2 separate regions of the Xenopus tropicalis genome follow, and region 2 is linked to region 1. A link is a contact called in public Hi-C data. All regions are on one chromosome and are shown on one strand. The core of a region is the stretch at or near the end of the contact, and the rest is flanking DNA. Distances in the headings are between cores, read along the strand shown. Region 1 has its middle 150 kb from the start of arglu1. Region 2 has its middle 98 kb from the start of arglu1.

Region 1 (3,965 bases), core at 587-3,086:
CGAGTCAGGAAGCATTTTTTCAGGCAATATTTTTGCAAAAATGTGAATTTCACTCATTACTAAATACATGAGATACAGAGGGACAAGTTTAAAAGATCTTACTAATCAGGTCTTAACATAATAATCATTATTATTATTATAATAAAAGCTTACAATCTAAAAGAAAGCTTACAATGTAAATGCTCTTTAGTATAATACATATAAAGATATGGGATCCGTTATCTGGAAACCAGTTTTCCAGAAAGTTCTGAATTATGGAAAGGCCGTCTCCCATAGACTCCATTTTAAGCAAATAATTGTAATTTTTAAAAATGATTTCCTTTTTCTCTGTAATTATAAAACAGTACCTTGTACTTGATCCCAACTAAGATATAATCAATCCTTATTAAAGGCAAAACAATCCTATTGGGTTTACTCAATATTGAAATGATTTTTTAGCAGACTTATGGTATAGCAATCCAAAATACGGAAAGATCCATTATCCAGAAGGTCCCGCATTCTGGATAATAGGTCCCATACCTGTATTGCCATTGACTAGTCCCTTTCCTAAATCAAATTTATCTGCAGGTATTTGTTTGTTTTTTTTATTCACAGTGAAAACTGTCTAAATAATGTTCCTTGTCAGAGGAACCAATTCTCTATTCTCCATTTGCTGCAGTGGAACATTGCCATCTACTGGGCTTTTAGGAAGCCCTGGAGGTAACATCTACCTTGAAGAGGGTTCCCTTAGCATGTTGTTCCTACGCATGTAACTGACTTGCTACAAGTGAATCGCGCACTAATGCCATTATTGATAACATAAAAAACACTGTGCCATAAGTGACTTTGTAGCGAGTTGTAGCCTTGATGTGGAATGTCATGCCCCCAAGCTAATCACTGCATTATCTAACCTGAAGAGATCAGATCTGTATGGGTTTAACCGGCTATCTATAGTAGGAACTAGCATGGCTGCCTGTCAAGCAAAAGGATAGCTTACAAAATCCTTCTGCTGACATTCAAAGCCCTTCACTCCTCTGCTCCTCACTACATTTCTTCACTGGTCTCCCTACATGTTCCTGGTCGTCTCCTCCGCTCCTTTCAGAGCCTCCGTCTCTTTACACCATCCACACCCACTGCGCTCTCTTGTCTTAAACCTTTCTATCTCGCTGCTCCTTACCTCTGGAACGCTATCTCTGAATCCCTCCGTAGGGAAAACTCACCCACTCTCTTTAAGAAAAAACTCAGCTGTTATCTTCTGGAGCACTAAGACATTATTTTGCCCAGTCCTGCGCTTAAGGGCAAATGCCCATACCTGATGCACTCTTACCTTCCAGTTTGTGCCTGTATGTTACCCAACCACTCAGATTGTAAGCTCTACGGGGCAGGGACCTCCGTCCTACTGTGTCTCATACCACATGGCACTTATATATATATATGTTTACATATATGTATTTATTGTATTTATTTATTATATCACTTGTCCTCCCTGTGTGTAATTTTGTACTCTGTAAGACTGTACAGCGCTGCGTACCCTTGTGGCGCTTTATAAATAAAGTTATACATACATACATACATACATGCCAAGGATGACTGTTTTGTCATCTTTTCGATATTTTTATCTTTTAGATCACATGAAAATATATTTCCAACTGCAAAGATCTCCTCCTAAGTACATGTGGTTAGGCTGACTACATCACATCATGCATGAGTGAGTAGCTGACTATTAGCAATTTAACTGGAACTATCCCTTTTATAACCTTACAGTAATGTCATGAGTTATTTTACTGTTAAAGCATCCGGCTTTGAAGTACTGTTGGGAAATGTTCTGTTGTTTCATTATGAGGAGTATTCATTTGCAAATCAGTCAGCAGGCAGTAAAAACATTGAAAAATCTGCATAACAAAAACATCCTCTAAAGAAATGTAAATCTTTGAGGGAGCCTGGTTTCACACCCTCAAGGATACCCATGGGGCAGAGCTCAGATTTCAAGCATGGGTCTCTGCAGCCAAGGAGACATATCATTTACTCTACACCTCCAGTGTCTAAATGCTGCTCAAATTAAAGGTTAATTGTTATTGAAAGTAAATTAAACCATTAACCATTGATAGAGATCACCTGATATCATAATGCAAAGGGCATGCATTACTTTGATCAGAACAAAACAGAATAAAGTTTTAGCCGCAGTAACAGCAAAGCACAAGGTTGTGTCTGAATACCAGTCACTTCCCTAAGGTCACAATCCTGCAGTGCTCTTATGGGACAAGTGCGGTGGTCATAAATCCCCCTACACTGTCTGTTGCAGATTCATATCCATAAAAAACACTCTGCATATGACAGACTCTGGCTGTGACTGACAGGTGCCACTCGGGATCACTAGTATGGGGCCTAGAACTTATCGGCTGAATAAAATTTGCCCATGAAAAATCCAAGGCCAAGAAATGCTTCCATCTAATATAGGTCCCACATTATTATAAGTAATACAAAGTAGCTATAACAATAAAATTGTGGCCTCACAGAGCAATAGTTTTTTGGCTGCTGGGATCAATGACCCCAATTTGAAAGCTGAAAAGAGGCAGAAGAGGAAAGCAAACAATTCAAAAATTATAAAAAAATAAATACCAACTGAAAAGTTACTAGGAATAAGCCATTCCATAATATACTAAATGTTGAAGGTGAACTACCTCTTTAAATAAGAAACTTTACATTTTCATCATGGGGGGGATGAAGAGATGGTTGAACACTCTACTCATGTCTCTATATTTTGGGCATAAAAATGGGAAACATAACAATGTAGAGATAAGGTAATGCTTGGTGAAACATGAGATGGACATAGCACATTTAATTTCACTAATATGGTAATTTCATTAGTTTACAGAGAGGGTGGTCTCTTATTTTGCACTTCACATGGTCTTTTTCTGTAGTAAAAGAAAGTGAGTGGAATCCCAAAGTAAGCTGTTTACTGTGCAGAGAGGGAATGAGTGATTCACAATGATGTAGATGACAGATGCTAAGAATTAAGCCAGTAATTCTAAGAACACAAACACTGATTTGCCTCATCACAATATTATTAAAGGTGTTTTTCTAAACATTCACTGCCTAAGAGCCAGGTGCTCTACTGGGCAAACATACTAAGATTTCACCCATTGAAAGCTAACTGTGTTCTGCTCAAGTTACAAATAACATACCTCTGGTCTTAAGTGAGATCAAAAAGAATACCTGTTGGTAGCAATTTACACCAAACTAAACAACTTCATCTACATTTCTATTCATGCACCATAATGCAATACTGCATGTTATTCTAAACATGATTCTTCTTCTGTTTAAATGAATAGCCCTCTCCATGCTTAGAATTGTCTAACACATTTATTGGAGTATATTTTCTTTACCTTCATGGATGAAATAGTGGATCATTGTTCAAAGGCAGAAGCTACCCATTGGTGATTATGGCTGCAGTGAACAAATAAGGGTCAATGTCGCTATAATACGCAATTTATTGTGGCATTGCCTTCAGGAAAGTTGTAGCATACATTTCCAGCTGTCAGAAAAAATTATAAGTATATATATATATATATATATAATATAGAATAATATAGAATGTCAAATAAAGCAGGGCACTCACAGGACTTAAAAGTAAAAATATGGGGGAAAAAAAAAATATGACTGTTCATATTCATTCATTTTAGATGCCTTACATGTAAGTTCTAGGCATATCTCAAACTAATGGTAGGATGAAACTACTTGCACAGTATCTTCACAAATTTATTTTTTGCTTATATATTTATTTACTGTGAGACTAATAAGGTCAGTTTTTTTCTAGAAAAAAATGAAGATTTTGAGAAAGGTCCTATTGAAGACTGAAACATTGGATAAATTCTGTGCAAAGTTGTGATTGCTTTTATAGGGTGTGCCAGTCTTATAAGAATTATTTTGTACACCAGATTTGACTGTGCATGCTGCTATATACGAATTGTTTGCATCAGATTGCA
Region 2 (3,965 bases), core at 878-3,377, 50 kb before region 1:
GGCAGGGACCTCCATGTATTTATTGTTATACTTTGTATTTATCTATTATTATTTTAATGACCCCCTGTTTGTATTAATCTATTCTACTGTATATAAGAAGCGCTCTATAAATAAAGATATACATACATACAAAAATACAATTTTTGTAGAGGGAAAAAGTACGCCATCTAACAGCTGCTAAGATCATGTTGAACTAAATGGCAGGTGTTTTTTTATGCTACAAAATCTTTCTTTGCTTTGGGGGGGTTTTACATTCATTTGTGTGACAATACAAAAAATGTGTGTTTTTCACATATTTTCCATGTTTTTTTTTGTGCTTTTTCAATTTGGATTCAGACAAATAACTAGGCATTTTTGATTTTCAGGAAATGAGTTTAGCCATGGTTTCAAAAGCCTCTAAAACTATGAAAATCCAAATGTTGATAAATCTGCCCCCTATGTGTGTGTCAGGCACTGCATTATCCATACAGTAGATTACGGTTGGTGGGATTATTGACTGCCACAGTTTTCTGCCTTATAGCAGCATTGGTCACACCACGTGTATGCCATTACCCAAAACATCAGCGTTCTATAAAGTACATGTATGGCAGCGTTAGGCAGTATCACACATTACATTTTCTCCTGCACTTTGTTCCATAACCCATCCAATGTGACTCTAGCCTTAGGCTAGTAAATACACCAGTGGAGAAAATGCCATTTGTTGCCTTCTTAATCTTGGCACAAAAGCATTAAAGTATGTATTTATGCTGCCCCTTGTGTGTACCAGTCAGCGTACTGCAAATACAGGATGGTGGAAAATGCACTGTATGCCTCTAGCTTTATTCTCCAAAAACTTTCCCAGGAACCCCCCATGTAATTTTTGCCTCTAGATAAAGGGTATATTGATTATTTTGTTGTGATTTTTTTTCTTATTTTTTTTTTTTAACTTATATTTTCTTATTGTCTTTTTTCATGAGAAAACAAGTCAACAATGTACACTCAAGCTTACATACAGTATATCATTATGGATGCTTCTCTCCTGTAATACTATGTAAACATTAGTCCATGTAATCCTTGTCCTTATCCTTAATTAAATTATGCCAACCAATCAGCAGTCAGCTAAAGACTTGCAGTTAGAATAATGAATGCAGACATCTAATTGTTTGTTACTGGAAGTGGGGAAATTGTTATTATTGCACCCCAAAATCTAGATAACAGACAATTGGCAGTTGCTTATTCCAGCAATTAAGTTTTTATGCACATAAAAAACTGGTTGTTCAGTATAAATATTATACCAATTATAATTTATTAAACCATATAATTTGATCTTTTTTATAATAAGATGCTTTTTTATGTATATATATATTTATATATAAAATTATATATTTAAACATTTTATATGAATACATAGTGACTTTATTTTAATAACACAACAAAAAATGTATGGATTTTACAATGTTTTTTTCATACTTAATTATTGTTATTGTAGGTCATTTAGTCAGGTTCCTACTATCACTTAAAGCTTTTGACTGGTTGTAGATCATGGGATCTGTAATACAATAATGGTACAGGAAAAATCAGTAATAGTAGCTAAAATCTGTCCAATTGTTTTTTTAATCTTTTAATTCTATTGGAGGAAGAAAAGCACAAATAACCCCTCCCATGTGATCATTCCTGGTAAAGTAATTAGTAAAGAATGGAGAAAATGATTTTTCCATCACTTGACTGACATTTGAAAGAATATTTACAGTGCAACTTTCCCATACTTAACATTTGATAGACAAAGCCCTTTTACAGAAAGCAGGGGGGGTAGAAGAACATTTCAAAGTCAAACCACCAACACATTTCTCTTTTTTCTGGCTGGACTTTTGTTGCTTCAGGTGTTGCAGGAAAAACAAATCTTTCATCTGGTTTGGTCCCTAATAGCTGCAATATAGGGATCCATGTGCGCAGCTGATACTGCCTTTATAAGCAATGAGAAAAGCACCATTCATATATTGATGCACTCTCTGTAAAAAGGATTATGTTTCAATGTGTTTGAAGGACCTGAGAGCCCTTATTATTTTTGTTTGTAGAGACACTGTGGAGCAGATGAAAGCGGGCCAAACTCTGGTCTGTGCTAGCCAGTCACTGATTGCCTTTTTGTTCACTTGAAAAGCTTCCTGCTTGATTGATTTGTGATCTGAATCACTGTTTTTCCCCTTTTAGTCTATGTTTACTGAATATCTGTTACCATACTCACCAAGTGCCATTCAGGATATAGATAAACGCAGCTAAAAGATCAATGGCGGGAATGTATTCCTACTGGTAAAGTTTTGATAAGGAAAGTACCACATTGGAATAGAAGTATTTCTATAAAGGCTTCCCCAAAAACACACATATGCACCATCATTAGAGGTTTGGAGCTGTCATTTGAAGGGTTATTGGCAACATATGCTAACCCCTCTATAATTATAATACCGTCTAATTTACACAAGCTTTAATGGTTTTCTGTCACATTAGAGTCTGAAATGTTTAATATTCACACAGTTTGCATTTGTTAACTTTGCCTTAGCTAAGAATACTTTTTATTTAATAACAACAGGGTTTGGGGAGTTCTAAAAATGCCTCAAAGGCAACCATCCCAGCAGAGAGTATGGATAGGGTAAGGAAAAGGGGCAACACAAACCTGACCCTGCATTTTGTTTAATTAACTTCGCTCCTTGCCTCAAAGTGATTTCATACTGATTAGGATTAGTCATTTATTTTAAAATGCATTAAAAATGAACTTGCACTTTTCATATGTAGATGTCCATTGTGCAAGTGCAGAAAGGGAGTGTTCTGTTCACGCAATACACCCCCTTGCTGCAACATAAGGATCGCTTCTTGGTTGTTTTGCCATTAATGGAAAGAAATGTTTCCACTCACAGCTACTTTCACATTAGTAAAATGTTCCCTCTTGAAATTAGTTTGACATTTAAAAAATGATCATCCTCATTATTATTCTGCATTTACTCCAGCTTCTTGTTTTTTATCAGTAGTAATGACAAACCATTTAATGCACAGTCGGTGTATAAAGTCGAATCATTAGCTGAATAACAAGCAAGACATTTTATGAAGGCTACCTAGTCTGAAGGGTACATATGTCAACATATTATTTGCTAGAGATCTGTGTATTTCTGTTTCAGTTATTAGGCAAGACATTGCATAGAATTTAAAAAAAAAATGCTCCATGCAAAAGTTGTCATTCGAGCTGCTGAAAATCTACTGGGGGTACACAATGTAACTGAAACAACTAATGAAAAGGAACTCATATTTTAAATTACCTAAATCTGTATTAATATTTTTAGGGAGATATATAGTTTTCTTGAAACCTTCTACTACTAAGGGACTTAAAGGCAATCTGGGAACAATCCAGGCCGTGGAAGTATACATTGAATATTATGGCAACAGGCAGTTCTCCAGCTCTGTCTCGCATAGCTCTGAAATGCATCCTGTTTCGGATTCATCCTTAATATTACCTGAATAAAACACACATTGCTGTGTTTTTCCATCTTGCATACACAGTGGCAAACTTATCGATAATCTCTAGCGATCATAGTTAACTACATAGTTCATTAGGGTAATATTGATCAGCTTAAACATTGTCCCTAGCCTATAATGGGATTTTATACCTCACACCAATCATTCTTTTCAAGGACAGAAATATTAAAATCCCTAGAAGGCTTGGACAATGATAAATATCAGTTTTAATTGAACTGATAATATCCTTTTAAATTGGCAAATTTCAATATGACTAAAACTTCATTAGTGACTGAATGGTAGGAATCTAGCAGAAAACCTGTTATATATTTTAAAGCAAAAAGCACCAGTCTAATCATGTTTTTTGTAGTAATATTTTTGTCTTACAGGACTCATGGGCACAAAGATATGGTGTGGACTCATCAGGGATATCAATATTCATATTGCCAATGATACGTTTGAATAGAATCCTGAAGCATATCCTG

What was found. A called contact is a pair of places that touch in the nucleus more often than the background predicts.
Region 2: a Hi-C map of neurula embryo shows a contact between it and region 1, with 2.5 times the contacts expected there. The contact joins two enhancer-like sites. A contact is called at or near these places in 2 of 5 Hi-C or Micro-C datasets (neurula embryo and tailbud embryo).

Annotation. Positions count from the first base shown.
Region 1 is chr2:118,298,677-118,302,641 of UCB_Xtro_10.0, reverse strand. No RefSeq gene overlaps it. Among named protein-coding and RNA genes, the nearest start is that of arglu1, 150 kb to the left of the region's middle. Within about 2 kb of position 1,836, at least 4 of the 11 cell types and tissues checked have an H3K27ac peak or open chromatin away from gene starts, as enhancers often do. A contact at or near this core is called in neurula embryo, where this site is marked.
Region 2 is chr2:118,348,598-118,352,562 of UCB_Xtro_10.0, reverse strand. No RefSeq gene overlaps it. Among named protein-coding and RNA genes, the nearest start is that of arglu1, 98 kb to the left of the region's middle. Within about 2 kb of position 2,127, at least 2 of the 11 cell types and tissues checked have an H3K27ac peak or open chromatin away from gene starts, as enhancers often do. A contact at or near this core is called in neurula embryo, where this site is marked.